3 separate regions of the Mus musculus genome follow, and all the other regions are linked to region 1. A link is a contact called in public Hi-C and HiChIP or PLAC-seq data. All regions are on one chromosome and are shown on one strand. Each heading gives the region's core, a stretch centred on a gene start, on an enhancer-like site or on the middle of the called end of the contact. The rest is flanking DNA. Distances are from core to core; before and after follow the strand shown. Region 1 overlaps Gpa33 (glycoprotein A33 (transmembrane)). Region 2 overlaps Gm33224 (a long non-coding RNA gene). Region 3 has its middle 15 kb from the start of Gm39693.

Region 1 (4,208 bases), core at 1,140-3,639:
CCGTGTAAAATGGTGGGTGTGATCATAAGGTCTACTGCATACGAGTGTGTGGGTTAGATGCGATAACAAGTATCCAGTCCTTGGAACAGTGCGCAGCATAATGACATACATATCGTAAATAGTAGTTATGGCCTTTATTGTCCAAGCTCGGCTCTCGCCAATCTGTCACTACTCACACTGTGCCCCTTGGGGTTGTCACTGCCGATTTCTGCTGTTTGTTTTTTTTTCCTTTGCCTCCAATGTCTAACATATCACACACGCTGCTCCAGCCTTCTAGCTTTTTATGCGATTAATGCACAGCTGCCTTTCGAGATTCAAAGCAGCTATCAGCCTTCGTAGGAATCGTCCCCCAAGTGGCCAGTCTATGTTATAATCATGAGATACCCTGGTTGCTTGGTTTCAAACTCACTTTTGAGGGAAGAACTCACGGGTTGTATGCCCTGGACATGGTGGACCGACATAATGGCTAGTCACGGTAGAAACAACGCCAGGCAGACCCCAACTGCTCTGCCTGTATTATCAGCTTTAGCTCTCAGCACAATCTTAGGAGATGTATTATCATCAACATCTCCATTTTGTAGTGAGAAAAGAGAGTCTCAGAGCGGCCAAGGCCATTCAGCTAGCAGCAGGGTGAGGATTTGACTGAGGCAGCCTGGTCTGTGCCTGTGGTCTAAGCTGTTAATGTGCTGCCTCGTCAACACCAACGAATAAATAAATAAACAACTTCCAAGGGCAATAGTCAGAACCAAGTGAGCTGGAACTCAGTGGTTAACTAGTGTGGTACCTGGCTTATGGTGGTGCACTGTGGGTGTTGGATGAAGGAAGGGATGGGTGAGAATAAACCATGGGCTGAGAGGGAACCAAGGAGAGAGAGGCTGGTCACAAATGTGAGTGCTGGGATCCGAGCCAGCCTCATTTACACACCGGTATTCCAGGGTGTGTGCTTCTGTGCACACTGGTCTCCCAGGGTGTGTGCCTCGGTGCTGTTTTGTGCTTTTCCTTTGAGTCAGTGTGTCATGCCTCCCAGATTGGCTTAGAACTTGCTACATAGCCAAGGACGACTTTGAACTTTTCCCTCCCTTCACCTCTGGAATGCTGGGATGATCGGCACGCGCCGCAACACCAAGTTTACACGGCACTGGGATCAAATCCAGGCCTTTACGTGTGGTAGGCAAGTACTACCAGCTAAACTACAACCCCAGTCCCTAAAGCTCAAAAGCAAATCTTTAAAAGTCTAAAGTTATCTAGCTAGATAACAAGAGGAATCTACCAGCAGGTACTGCCCTTCTGTTTGACATGTTGTTGGTTTGCTCTGGGGGACGAAGATTGAGTCAGGGCAGGTCTACACCAGGTCCTGACAGACATTTCCTCTTTCTCTCAGGAAAGAGTGGTCACCTGGAATTTTGTGACAAAGAAATACATCTATGGGAACCGTTATGAGAATCGAGTGAGAGTATCTAACGATGCTGAGTTGTCAAATGCCTCTATCACCATCGACCAGCTGACCATGGACGACAATGGCACCTACGAGTGCTCCGTGTCACTGATGTCGGACCAGGATGTCAACGCCAAGTCTCGAGTCCGCCTCTTGGTCCTTGGTGAGTGTCTCTGTCTTTTCCTGTGGGAGGAGGGTGGGCAGAGAGGCGCTGTCAGCAGCAGAGCCATGGTTCTGTCTCTCCCTCTGTCTCTCAAATGCTCTCCGGGGGTTCTCGGTGGCTAGCAGGGTGTTTCTGAGGGCAGAGGTGTGGCTTTGGAGTCACCCCTTGCTCCCGTTGCTCGTTGCCCTCCATACCAACTCTTCTTTCCCCTTCCAAACTCATTACTGAAAAGAAGTGAAGGGGATCCCCCAAGCAATACACGGGTTCTCATCTTGTGTGGCACTCACAGGGCCAATCGTGACCCCCATAGGTGACTCTTTCCCTGCTCTCAACTCTGTTCCACACCAGTTTTTCCACCCTTCCTCTAACAAAGGCACAGTCGCCAACCAATGGGAAGTATGTCCCAGGATAGCATCCTTTTCACAGGAGAATTTGTTGGAATTTATAGTTTTGGAGAGGCGAGGAAACTCATCTGCTTTAATTTCTGAGTAGGTGAGGCCCACAGGAAGTAATTGCCTCAAACCAGTTACTGGGATTGCTTTAATGAGAATCTAGTCTATGTGCAGTGTGAGCAAGGCCCCACTTCTGGGAGGTAGCATCTCTGTGCATCAAAACAGAGGATCCTTTTTCCTCTTTTTCCTTTACACTACTTGGCAGAAGCTCTTTTAAATTGTATGTGGTAGTTGTTGGACTCATAGAAAGCCTTATAGCGTGTCAGACTACACTGCGGTTATCAACTAATGCTGCCTAAAGAATAGGCAAGACCTCTTCCACCCCGCCACCATGTGGCAACCAGTGGTAATGCAGGCAGGCGTCTTAGACTTCGCCCGGCGTTCTCCCAACGCACACCACACACTCAGACACTTTGCTCTTTCCTGTGAAGACGTGAGATATTATAAAGCACTTAGCAAGTTGCTTCTTGACAGCGCACCGTGAACACCTCAGGTTTCAACGCTTTTTTTTAGCTCTTGTTTGAACAAGCAATACTACAATATACCCCTTTATCTCACTTTGTGTAGAGGTATGAATAAAAATCATAAGTTATATATACATATGAGGATTATATATACACAGACTTGTATAACATTTGGGTTCTTTAAATACCTGGCCTGCCTTTTTTGACAGAGGATTTCAAACAAATGGCAAGAATCGGTGTAAATCTGAAACCTGATTCTGCTGGTCCTCCAACCAAACTCCGGCCCGTACATCAAGGACCACCTACTTTTAAAGACAATCAGATTAACCCGAAGAGTTAAGGCTACACGTTTAATATGAGAGTATGGAATTCGTTGAAACTAACCTCTTGCTTTAAAAAAAATTACATGTTAATAAACCCAGCAATATTCTTTGTGAAAAGTTTTCTTTCTCGGTGTCTATATAACTAGATAATTTTTACAAGAGAATGACTTTAATTATACGGGGCGGCTCATTCTGGGGAGGCTAGCAGGAAACTCCGACCTTAGCCCCGGGGAGCTAGCCTTGTCTAGCTCACCTGCAGGAAGCCCCTAAGTCAGAAGACTCAGCAGCCTGTGCGGCAGGTGTTAAATCCTTGTCCTGGCCTCTGGCGCCCCCTGACGTCTTCAAAGGGAACAGACGGCATCTGAGAGGCTTTGAAGCCTAACACATCCCCTCCCACCCTCCATGGCCTCTCCCTCAGTAATTACTCAGGTAACCTTCTGTTTGTAAAACAGGCCACGTGAGAACAAGACCCTCTCCCTTGTGAGTTTCTGCTCCCTCGCCAGTCCTCTTGGCTCCCGCCCGCGGGCTCTTTAAACTAGATCTAACTCGAGATCCCGGCTGTTTGTGATTGGGGCGCTGAAGATCTGGAGAGAGAGGGCCCGGGTGTGCCTGGCACAGGGCCCGCAGGAAGTTTAGAGCCTGTGGTCAAGGGCCTGGAGCGAAAGATCTCGACTCAGTCCTCTTGAAAGCATATCTCTCTTGCTGGCCATCACCCTGGCGGGCAGTTTCTGGAGTTCCTGTTCAGACCACACCCAAGGAGTGGATGAAGCAGGTGCTAGTTTTCCAAACAGGCGCCTTTGCCTTTTACGCCTCAGCAGTTGGTCTCTGGCACTTTCCTTCCCACTTCTGTCTGTATCCGACAACTCCACCCCGCCCCGACCAACCAACCAACCAACCAACCAACCAACCAACCAACCAACCAAAAACTAGCTTGGGGGGTGGGTGGTGTCCCTCTGCTATTCCACCACTTAGTCTAATGAGTGTATGGGAGTTTGCCGCTGCGCCTCCTGCTAAAGGCATGCCTGAGAGTGAGGTTGGCTAGGTAAGGGCCCTGCAAGGTTCTGGTGTGCGGCCCAGGAGGGAGAGAGAACCACAGCAGGAAGGAATGCTCAGAGGGTAGGTTCGCCTCCCCTTCACCGCCAGTCTCAGGTCTGCTAACTCCCGGGCGGGCGGGCAGGATGCTGCAGGAGCCTAAGTAGCCAACCTCTGGCAGGTGTTCTGCTCACCTGCTCCTGCAGGCTGGCCTTTGATCCTCAGGAGCTAGGGTTTTGTTTGGCGATTCGGGAGTGCCTCTAATGTGTCCCCGTGGTTGGTGGTTACCATCCGCCCCATACCTGGCTGGCCCAGCTGTGTCAGCAGATGCAAGGCACT
Region 2 (4,208 bases), core at 1,239-3,738, 110 kb before region 1:
CTACTCCTGGGCTGGGGGAGCTGATCACCCAGCAGAAGAGGATGTTTCCAGAGCCTTAACTTTTCATAGGATTTGCATTTCACAGGATCTGTTGGGCTTTGGTGGCACACACCTTTTAATTCCAGTGCTCAGCACTCAAGAGGCCAAGGCAGGTGGATGGATCTCTGAGTTCAAGGCCAGCCTGGTCTACAGAGTGAGTTCCAGGACAGCCAAGGCTGCATAGAGAAACCATGTCTTGAAAACCAAACCAAAACCAAAATTTCATAGGATTTGCCTGGCATGTCTGAATTTCTTAGGACTAATCAGCTTTTTTTTTTTTTTTTTTTTTTTTTTTAATATTTAGGGTTGACCCCTTCAGAGTGATAAAGTCTTGCCAACCCATTCAACCACTGGTGTTTGAGAAACACCAACTTCTTTGATTTGACATGTTCACAGTTAGAGAAGAATTTTGTCTCTCAGAATGAATTGCATCACAAATATTATCCATATGCCTGATTAAAATGATATTTAGATGAGACATAAGACTATAGAGGTGATACTGAAATCACTGGGATGATATAAAAGTGTATTTTCTACATAAAGAAGATATGAATTTGGGGTGAGGAAGCAAAGATGGACTGCTATAGATATTTGTGCTGTACCCATTTATGTGTTGAAACCTAACTCCTGGTATGATGGTATCATGAGGACTTTGAGAAGAACTTGGATCATGAGAGTGGAACCTTCAGGAAAAGGATTCGTGCCCTTCTAGGAAGAGATCTAAGAAGGCTCACCTCTTCTCTCTGCTCTCCACCATGTGAAGAAAGCTAGAAAGAAAGAGAGCCCTCGACAGACGGCAGATCTACCAGCAATCTCTTCTTGGACCTCACAGCCTCTAGAACTGTGGAAGGAAAGTGTCCAGCCTAGGGTATTTTGTCATAGACACCCAAATACAGTGAGACGGTTTCTACTGAACTCTGTTCAGTATAGAATCTGTAGTGTAGGCACTAGAGCTGCCTTTCCTGGGCCCCTTAATCAATTCATTTTACCAAGTTCTGACCTCAAACTTATATCGAAAGGACATTTGCTGAGGTCTAGCCTATCAAATAAGACTTATTATGACCACTTCACCTGCTGGTTCATACTCAACCTTCAGGAGGCATTCAGGGCAGAGAACTCAGAGAAGTTCAAGGCACAGACTCTGGAGATGAGCTAGGTTCTGTCCTGGCCCTGACGTTAACTGGTTTCTATGAGTAAAGTGTCAGTATCCCCATACCTTCACCCCCAAAACGGCAGAAGATGGCAGTGTCTGCTCCTTAGACTGTATGGGAAGACTAGATAGAACAATGGACACACGTGCATGCAGTAGTCCTTGTTCCCCAACAAGACTTCATTCTACTAGAAGCCAATTGACCCTGAGCTTGGCACTGTGTTCCCTTTTTATTTCTTTTAGACAGCCAATTTTTTTTTTTTAATTGGGGGAATGGGTCTCTAGGGGCGGACCTGGGGCCCTCACTGCACAGCTCGCTCATTGGCACCATCTCCAGAATCCTGTGGCTTCATCACATCTGGAAGCTCTGGAGGGCTGAGAAGGGCTTGACGCGCGGAGCTTCGAAGGTGTCATCTGCTCGGAAGGCCAGGTCCACTGTGGCTGGCGCCTGTGGCCATGCTGTCTAACTAGTGAAGCCACACTCGGAGTTTTTCCATCATCAAGAAGCTGGTCGTCCTTGTAAAGTCGCTGCTCCTCTGGCGGCCGCTTGAGGATGCCCTCGAGGAGATGCGCTCCAGTTCCAACAGGGTGCTCTAGCTTCCTTAATGTTCTTAAAGATGGTGGTCTTGCGCGGGATCATAAGAAACACGTCCATCCCCGCGGCTGCTTCAGGCTCAATTAGCTAGCGCGGCTGCGCTCCGCCCCGCCCCTTCTGTGTTACTTTTATCATCAGTATTGTCCCACTCCAAGGTTTATACTCTCAACCTTACACTGTCAACTTAAGATACTGCACAGTGCAGCACTGATTAATCAGTAGCAGGGTGTTTCCTCCTCTGTGTCATCACTACACTCTGGGTTTAATGTCTCCCATCCCCCACCCAGTAACTGTGTCAGGCTTGTGGGATAGGTTTGTGACTTAGCAAGTGTTTACCTAGTACATAGCATGTCCAAGGCCCCAGCTTCATTCCCTGGCACAACAAAACAAAACAAAGGCAACTGTGGGCTCGTGAGTCAGCTCGCCATCAGCCACCAGCTGCTTCCTGCCTGTAGGATGCAGCTTTTGTCTCCCACATACTCTCAGCATAAAACCCTGGTCCAAGCACACACAAACCAAACGCCCACAGTTGAATGGTTCAGTGAGTGAATTAATGAAAATTATCACTGAAACAGCATCTCAACCTTGCTTCTTACAAATAAAATATAATTTAATCTCAAAACATTACATTTACTTCGTGTATATGTAAGGGGGTGGGGTGGGGGTGGGGAGATTACATACTCAGACCATGAGCAAGCTTGTGTGAGCCCCAGAGATCAGACGAAGGTCGTCTGCCTTGGTGGCAAACACTTCTACCCACTGAGCTATCTAGCTGGCACCTATATCATTTTTCAGTGACAGCATCCTTAATGTGGCCCTCCCCAGAAAAAAAGTCTTCATTTTTTAATCTACACTATTAATACTTCACATTTTTTAAAACGGTTTCTTTCAGGATCTTTTAGATTGATAGGAAATAACTGAAAGCACTGTTGAGTTTCCCTACGCCGGCCCAATTTCCCCTCTAGTTGACATTTTACATTTGCCACAATGAATGACCCAGTTCTAATACATTTTTATTAATAAAAGTCCACACTCTCCCCACGATCTCTTTGGGTTTCCTGTTTTCCCAGCGTAGCCTTTGCTGCCCCAGGTCCCTCCCTGTTCCAGCATGCTGTGTTTAGTTGCTACATCTCCTTGGCTTCTCTTGGTTGTGGTGGTTTCTCTCTAAGATCTGAAAAAGTCCCATTTGGGGGGCGTGGGGGGTTGTTCAGGTCAGCCTCCTCCATGACCCTAGCCAGCTGTCATTTTCCTGGAAGGGACTCTTGGATGCAGCTGAGGAAGGTTAAAGGGGGCACAGAATGGGCTGATGGACAGGCTTGAATGAAATTCATTGCTCTTGGCCTTCTAATGAGGTGCATGGCCAATGGCCTTGGGAGGATGCAGCCTCGGAAATACAGCAGAGTCTAACAATCTAGGAAACACAGCACAGTCTAAACCGTGACACACCAGGGACGGGCCATCTGCTTGGGCAGATTTTGGTGGCTTCTCTCAGTAGTCTTGTTAGGCCTGAGCAAGCCAGGGGCAGTGACCTCTCTTCTTGCCATTCACTGACTTTGCTTTCCTCTGGAACCAAATGCTTGCAATCCAGCGTCAGTCGATCCATCTCGTAGGTATACATCCAGGGGATCGAAACTCACACCCCATCATGCTCTCTGGCCACATCACATCAGAGGACGACCCACTGGCAGTGCAGGTGCCCTTTCCATTTCCATTTCCCCTTCCCTCTCTCCCCTCCTCCCCCCATCCCCAGTTCCTTTTCTAACTCTTGAGCAGGAGAGGGAAGGGCAGGATGGGTGGGAGTTTTAACTGTTACCTCTGGCCTAGTTCTTTCATCTCTTAAGCTAAATTCCAAAGGGGTAATTGTATTAGTCATCCCCAAATCCAGCCTTCTCAGAGAGCGCAGCCTGTGAGCTCCCCCTCTCTCCTTCTTTCAGGGGGTTGGAGAAGTGCAGTTTATAAAAGCCCCACTTCTAAGTCCCCAATCTGCACTTTCTGGAAGCTTTCCGGAGAGCAGCCATCCTAGCGGACCCCAAGCTGCACAGACTTGGACACTACATAACCTTTCTTTTCCCCAGCCCCCCACCTCCTTCTTCCTTGCAGCCAATTAAAGACAGACAGCACGCTGCCCCGCTGCTGAGGCTCTAACCGAAGGAGCAAGAGGAGTCTGGTGGGAGGGAGCTCCTGCTGAGAATGGGGCCCAGGCCCTGGGCTAGGCAGGATGGAATGTGCCGTGGGATTTAGGAAAGCTGTGGCTGGATATGAGACTCTGACAGCCAAAATGCACACAGCACTGGTGATTAAAACTAACAAGAACACTTGCCAATTTCCCTACAAGTTTGTCCTTTCTCCAGAGTAGTTTTGACAGTGGACAGGACACGAGGCATTTTTCTATGGCCACTCACTTCGTCATCTTATGTGGCTCCT
Region 3 (4,208 bases), core at 1,068-3,567, 89 kb before region 1:
GTGCCACTCCCTGGTCCAAGAACATACAAACCATCACACAGACAAATAAGCACAGAAATGCAGGTTCTGTGCAGCGATTCTTTTGATAAGAATTGCAATAATGATTCGGCTCCCACTCACAAGGCCACCTTAAGTTCACAAATTAGACACTGCCCTTCCATCTATCGAATCCCTTCTCTGATGAAGAGGAAGGGAGAAGGCTGGAGGGGACCGAGAGCTGATTCAATGGTCCTTTTCTAAGGGCTTCCCCACAAAGACCTAGGTATTCGAAGCTAGAATTTAGTCACGGATTTTTCAAGCCCTGTAAGCGTAGCTGGGAATTCCAATTTTCAGCTGCATATTTCCTCCTCGCTCAAAGCAGAACCCTCTTACTGAAAAAAGAGACAGCATGGATTCTGGGTAGATAAGTAGCAACTTTCGTTGCAGATACAGGATCAGAAATTAGCTGCTTGGAGACTATGAAGTGATATTTTATATGGCTTACAGAAAAGATGGGTGACAGTCTGTGTCCCACCCAGGAGTGTTCTTTCCTGGAATGCAGTCTCTCCCGTGGGACTGAGTGAGCATTCATAAAGACTTAATGTCAACCTCTTACAAATCAGCACAGATCACACCACAGCAGCTATGTCAGCTCACAACAGCTGCCGTTACAATGCTTCCACTGGAAAAAAAATCCTCGGGTTTGTGGTGAGGGGACAGAGGGTTGCATTACTGATCAAGGGCCCTGGAACTTCCTCTTACCTAGTTTTTACCTAGGAAAGTGAAGGATAAAGCAGGGCTTTTCGGTCCCTGCATTTTGCTCCTTGTCTCCCTCCTTCTTCTCCCCGCCCCCTTTCTCTGACAGGCCCTCCAAAAATGGAGCCCAGACTGCCCTCAAAAGCCTGTTTTAGCTTTCTGACTACTCACAGGTATGCACCACCACTGTCAACTTGTCTTTGACTCTTTTTTTTAAACGTGTATGTGTGTGTGTGTGTGTGTGTGTGTGTGTGTATTCAGTATGTTCAGTGTGTGTGTGTGTGTATATATATATATATATATGTGTGTGTGTGTGTGTGTGTATACATATACATATATATTCAGTATGTTCAGTGTGTGTGTGCGCGCGCATTTGTCCTGCCCTGGGATTGAACTCAAATTGACGGGTTTGGTAGCAGGTGTCTTTATTCCCTGAGCCATCTCACCAACCTTACCTTGTGATTTAAAATAAAATGCATTCCGAATGAATGAATGAATGAATTATTGTTACATATTTTAATTCAGAGGCCAGGGGCTATGGAGAAGAAGGAGCACACTCCTTGTGTTCCTCTGAGAGAAAAATGAGAGGTTGCTCCAACCTTTGTTTATTCAGTCAAGATGGGTATCATATATGTCCCCACAGTTTGACTCTGCACCCAAGATAAGGACCCTATCTCTCCTGGTTGAGTAAGGAGAACTTCTACATGCCCCTTCAGTATCAGGGACTTTGCCTTGACACATGGTCTTAACCTACTCCCAGAGTAAATATTCTTTGGTTATTGCGATTGTCTACTTCTGAGTTAACCTTAGAATGTTTTGGTCGAAGCTTTTTGGGACAGCTTCTTAGGTGACTAGTAATGAATTGGGAACATAATATACCCACAGAGTAAACACAAAAAAGTTTATTCTATAAATTATTCTTTTCATATGCCATAATTCTACAGTAACTTGCCAAAGAAGAATATAGGGACACAGACGTAGAGCTAAATCAACCCACTGCAGTCATGGATAACTTCATCCAGCAATTTATCTTTAAAATGAATACACATTTTACATTTTGTCCTTTGGAATTGTAGTATTGGCAGGCACACACATATGCAAATGCGCACTGTATTTTATAGCTTTAATTTATATTTCTTTGAAAAATAGATGTTCTACTTATTAACTGTCATAATATTTATGCCCCATTTCTCTGTGGTTATTGGCAAAGTTATTTTCTAAGTAGGGACTGGACCGGTGGCTCAGCGGTTAGGAGCATTCATTCACTAGTCCTGCAGAGGACCGGGGTTTGGTTCCCAGCACTCACACAGGGGCTTCTAACAGCTCAGAGCTTCAGAACCTGACATCTTCTAAATTTCACAGGTCCCAGGCATGTACTCGGTACATATTTATATACACAGGCCAGGACTAACGCATAAAATAAAAACAAAGAAAAAGGAGAAGGAGATCGTAAAAAGCCAACTAGTAACCATTTTGGCTTGGCTGTGCATTCAGCCTGGGTCAAAATCCCTCACATCTGCCTTTGTCGTGTGAAGGCAGAGTAAGGAAATGAATAAATGAGCTGAGTGGGAATAGTTTTCAACAAAACACATAATGACCGGAAGTAGAGAGAGAATTCTGGGAAGCTGGCAAGTCGGGAGTCTGTGTCCTCACCCAGACAACAATTACTCTGGAAGAGTCTGTCCTATGAAACTATTTGGAAAGTCTGGAGTGCGTTGAAGGGGAGGCTTGAACATTAAATTGCAGTCAATTTTGCTCAATTTCAGCTCTTAGCTCAGAAGCTGCTACCATCCCCCACCTCCCAGCCCGGCGGCAGGCAGCTTTGAATGTGCCCCTGCAGCAAATGGTGTCTACCTGGTCTGAGGCTCAGAAGGAAAAAAGGCTCTTGCCTTCCCATCTCTTGGATCTCGGCTCATAATCACTGACTGCCGATTCTGATCACAGAAGCCCAGAGAGTTCTAGCCATGGTTGCTGCACCCACCACAACGCGCCGTGAGTCTTCACTCCTGCCAGGGGAGATTTTCAAAAGATTCAGAAAAGCCAAGAGCTCCAACTCCTTCCTTCTTGTCTTCTCGACCTCTTTGAAGCCAAATTAAAGACGAAGACATTTGTGAATAACTGACTGGACAAAAGTATGAAGTGGGCGTGGTAACCAGGGAAAAACAGGCTCTGAGAAGGAAGACACAGGGGGACTTTTACACGTCAGGATGCTCCTTGTTATAGTGATGGCCTACAAGGATGCTTTGTTTTATTCTTTTGTGGTGAGATCTGATGTATCGTCAGGCTGGCCTCCAATTCATAATGTATCTGCGGAGGACCTTGCATTCCCCTACCTCTACTGGTTCAGTTCTGAGATGACAGGCCTGTGCCACCAAACCTGGTTTATGCAGGTACTGGGGGCTGAAACTAAAGCCTTCTGCATGGCAGGCAAGCATCTTACGTACTGAACTAAATATATTAAGACTTCCCAAACAATAATTTTAAAAAATTAGAAAACTCTTGAGGAGAGAGAGAGTGATGGTTTATATATGCTTGGCCCAGGGAGCTGCCTGGAAGTCAGTCTTTCACTAGCAGCCTTCAGATGAAGATGTAGAACTCTCAGCTCCTCCTGCACCATGCCTGCCTGGATGCTGCCATGCTCCCACCTTGATGATAATGGACTGAACCTTTGAACCTGTAAGCCAACCCCAATTAAATGTTGTCCTTTATAAGACTTGCCTTGGTCATAGTGTCTATTCACAGCAGTAAAACCCTAATGGAGACAGAAGTTGGTACCAAGGACAAGGGTATTACTGTGATAGGCCTGACCATGCATTTGTTTGGAAGAATGTGGATTTTAGGACTTTGGATTTGGAAAGCAGTAATGCTTTAACTGGGGCTTAATGGACCATCCTAGTAGGAATATGAAAGACTTTGTTGATGAGAGTGATTTGAACGGTGCAGACCTGGCCCAAGAAGTTTCAATATGTGACCTAGCGATTGCTTTTGTGGGATTTTGGTGAAGAATGTGGCTGCTTTTTGCACTTGTATGAAGAGTCTAGCTGAGACTAACATAAAGAGGTTTATATTAATTACATTGACAAAAGAAATCTCAAAAACACCCAGCGGAGACTTTGTTCTCTGGTAAAGTCTCATGAAGAGCATTTTGAACAAGTGCAACAAGCTTGGAGAGGAAAAATATAAATATATATGGTTTGAGTATTAAAGGTAAACTAGAAAGTGAAATGGAGCTGAATCCTGGGTTAAAGGACATTAAATTGAATTAAGGGAGTAGTGCCCTTGGGGCTAGATCCCACCCAGCTAAGTTTAGGTCCAGGTTTGGTAGTAGAAGCCTTTAATTCCAGGAGGCAAAGACAAGCAGATTTCTGAGTTCAAGGCCAGTCTAGAACAGAAAAAGTTCTAGGTGAATAAAAACTTAAATCCAGGTTTAGTGAACCACACTTTTAATCCCAGTGGTTATGAGACAGGCATGC

Evidence for each region. Hi-C and Micro-C count contacts between places; a contact is called where the count stands out from the background. HiChIP or PLAC-seq counts read pairs in DNA pulled down with a chosen protein or histone mark.
Region 2: a contact with region 1 is called in an H3K4me3 HiChIP or PLAC-seq map of the SCID.adh cell line, with 23 read pairs. The contact joins two enhancer-like sites. A contact is called at or near these places in 2 of 39 promoter capture datasets (3T3-L1-derived adipocytes and hematopoietic stem and progenitor cells), 2 of 15 datasets of contacts at CTCF or cohesin (the NIH/3T3 cell line and embryonic stem cells), 38 of 484 Hi-C or Micro-C datasets (the AML12 cell line, B cells, the C2C12 cell line and 18 more), 22 of 115 datasets of contacts at active chromatin or transcription factors (the HPC-7 cell line, the NIH/3T3 cell line, the SCID.adh cell line and 11 more) and 3 of 9 other capture datasets (embryonic stem cells, embryonic tail and embryonic trunk).
Region 3: a contact with region 1 is called in a Hi-C map of the G1E-ER4 cell line, with 5 times the contacts expected there. The contact joins two enhancer-like sites. A contact is called at or near these places in 1 of 15 datasets of contacts at CTCF or cohesin (embryonic stem cells), 24 of 484 Hi-C or Micro-C datasets (the AML12 cell line, the G1E-ER4 cell line, bone marrow-derived dendritic cells and 9 more), 3 of 115 datasets of contacts at active chromatin or transcription factors (embryonic stem cells and forebrain) and 1 of 9 other capture datasets (embryonic stem cells).

Annotation. Positions count from the first base shown.
Region 1 is chr1:166,151,187-166,155,394 of GRCm38.p6, forward strand. It overlaps Gpa33 (glycoprotein A33 (transmembrane)), which reads left to right. Exons shown (of 7, transcript NM_021610.2): 3 at 1,382-1,598. Among named protein-coding and RNA genes, the nearest start is that of Gpa33, 23 kb to the left of the region's middle. Within about 2 kb of position 2,390, at least 31 of the 459 cell types and tissues checked have an H3K27ac peak or open chromatin away from gene starts, as enhancers often do. A contact at or near this core is called in the G1E-ER4 cell line, the SCID.adh cell line and pancreatic cancer cells, where this site is marked.
Region 2 is chr1:166,041,848-166,046,055 of GRCm38.p6, forward strand. Gm33224 (a long non-coding RNA gene) reads right to left here. Exons shown (of 3, transcript XR_865710.2): 3 at 3,605-4,208. It also overlaps the pseudogene Gm7626. Among named protein-coding and RNA genes, the nearest start is that of Gm33224, 5.1 kb to the right of the region's middle. Within about 2 kb of position 2,489, at least 122 of the 459 cell types and tissues checked have an H3K27ac peak or open chromatin away from gene starts, as enhancers often do. A contact at or near this core is called in the G1E-ER4 cell line, the SCID.adh cell line and pancreatic cancer cells, where this site is marked.
Region 3 is chr1:166,062,669-166,066,876 of GRCm38.p6, forward strand. No RefSeq gene overlaps it. Among named protein-coding and RNA genes, the nearest start is that of Gm39693, 15 kb to the left of the region's middle. Within about 2 kb of position 2,318, at least 9 of the 459 cell types and tissues checked have an H3K27ac peak or open chromatin away from gene starts, as enhancers often do. A contact at or near this core is called in the G1E-ER4 cell line, where this site is marked.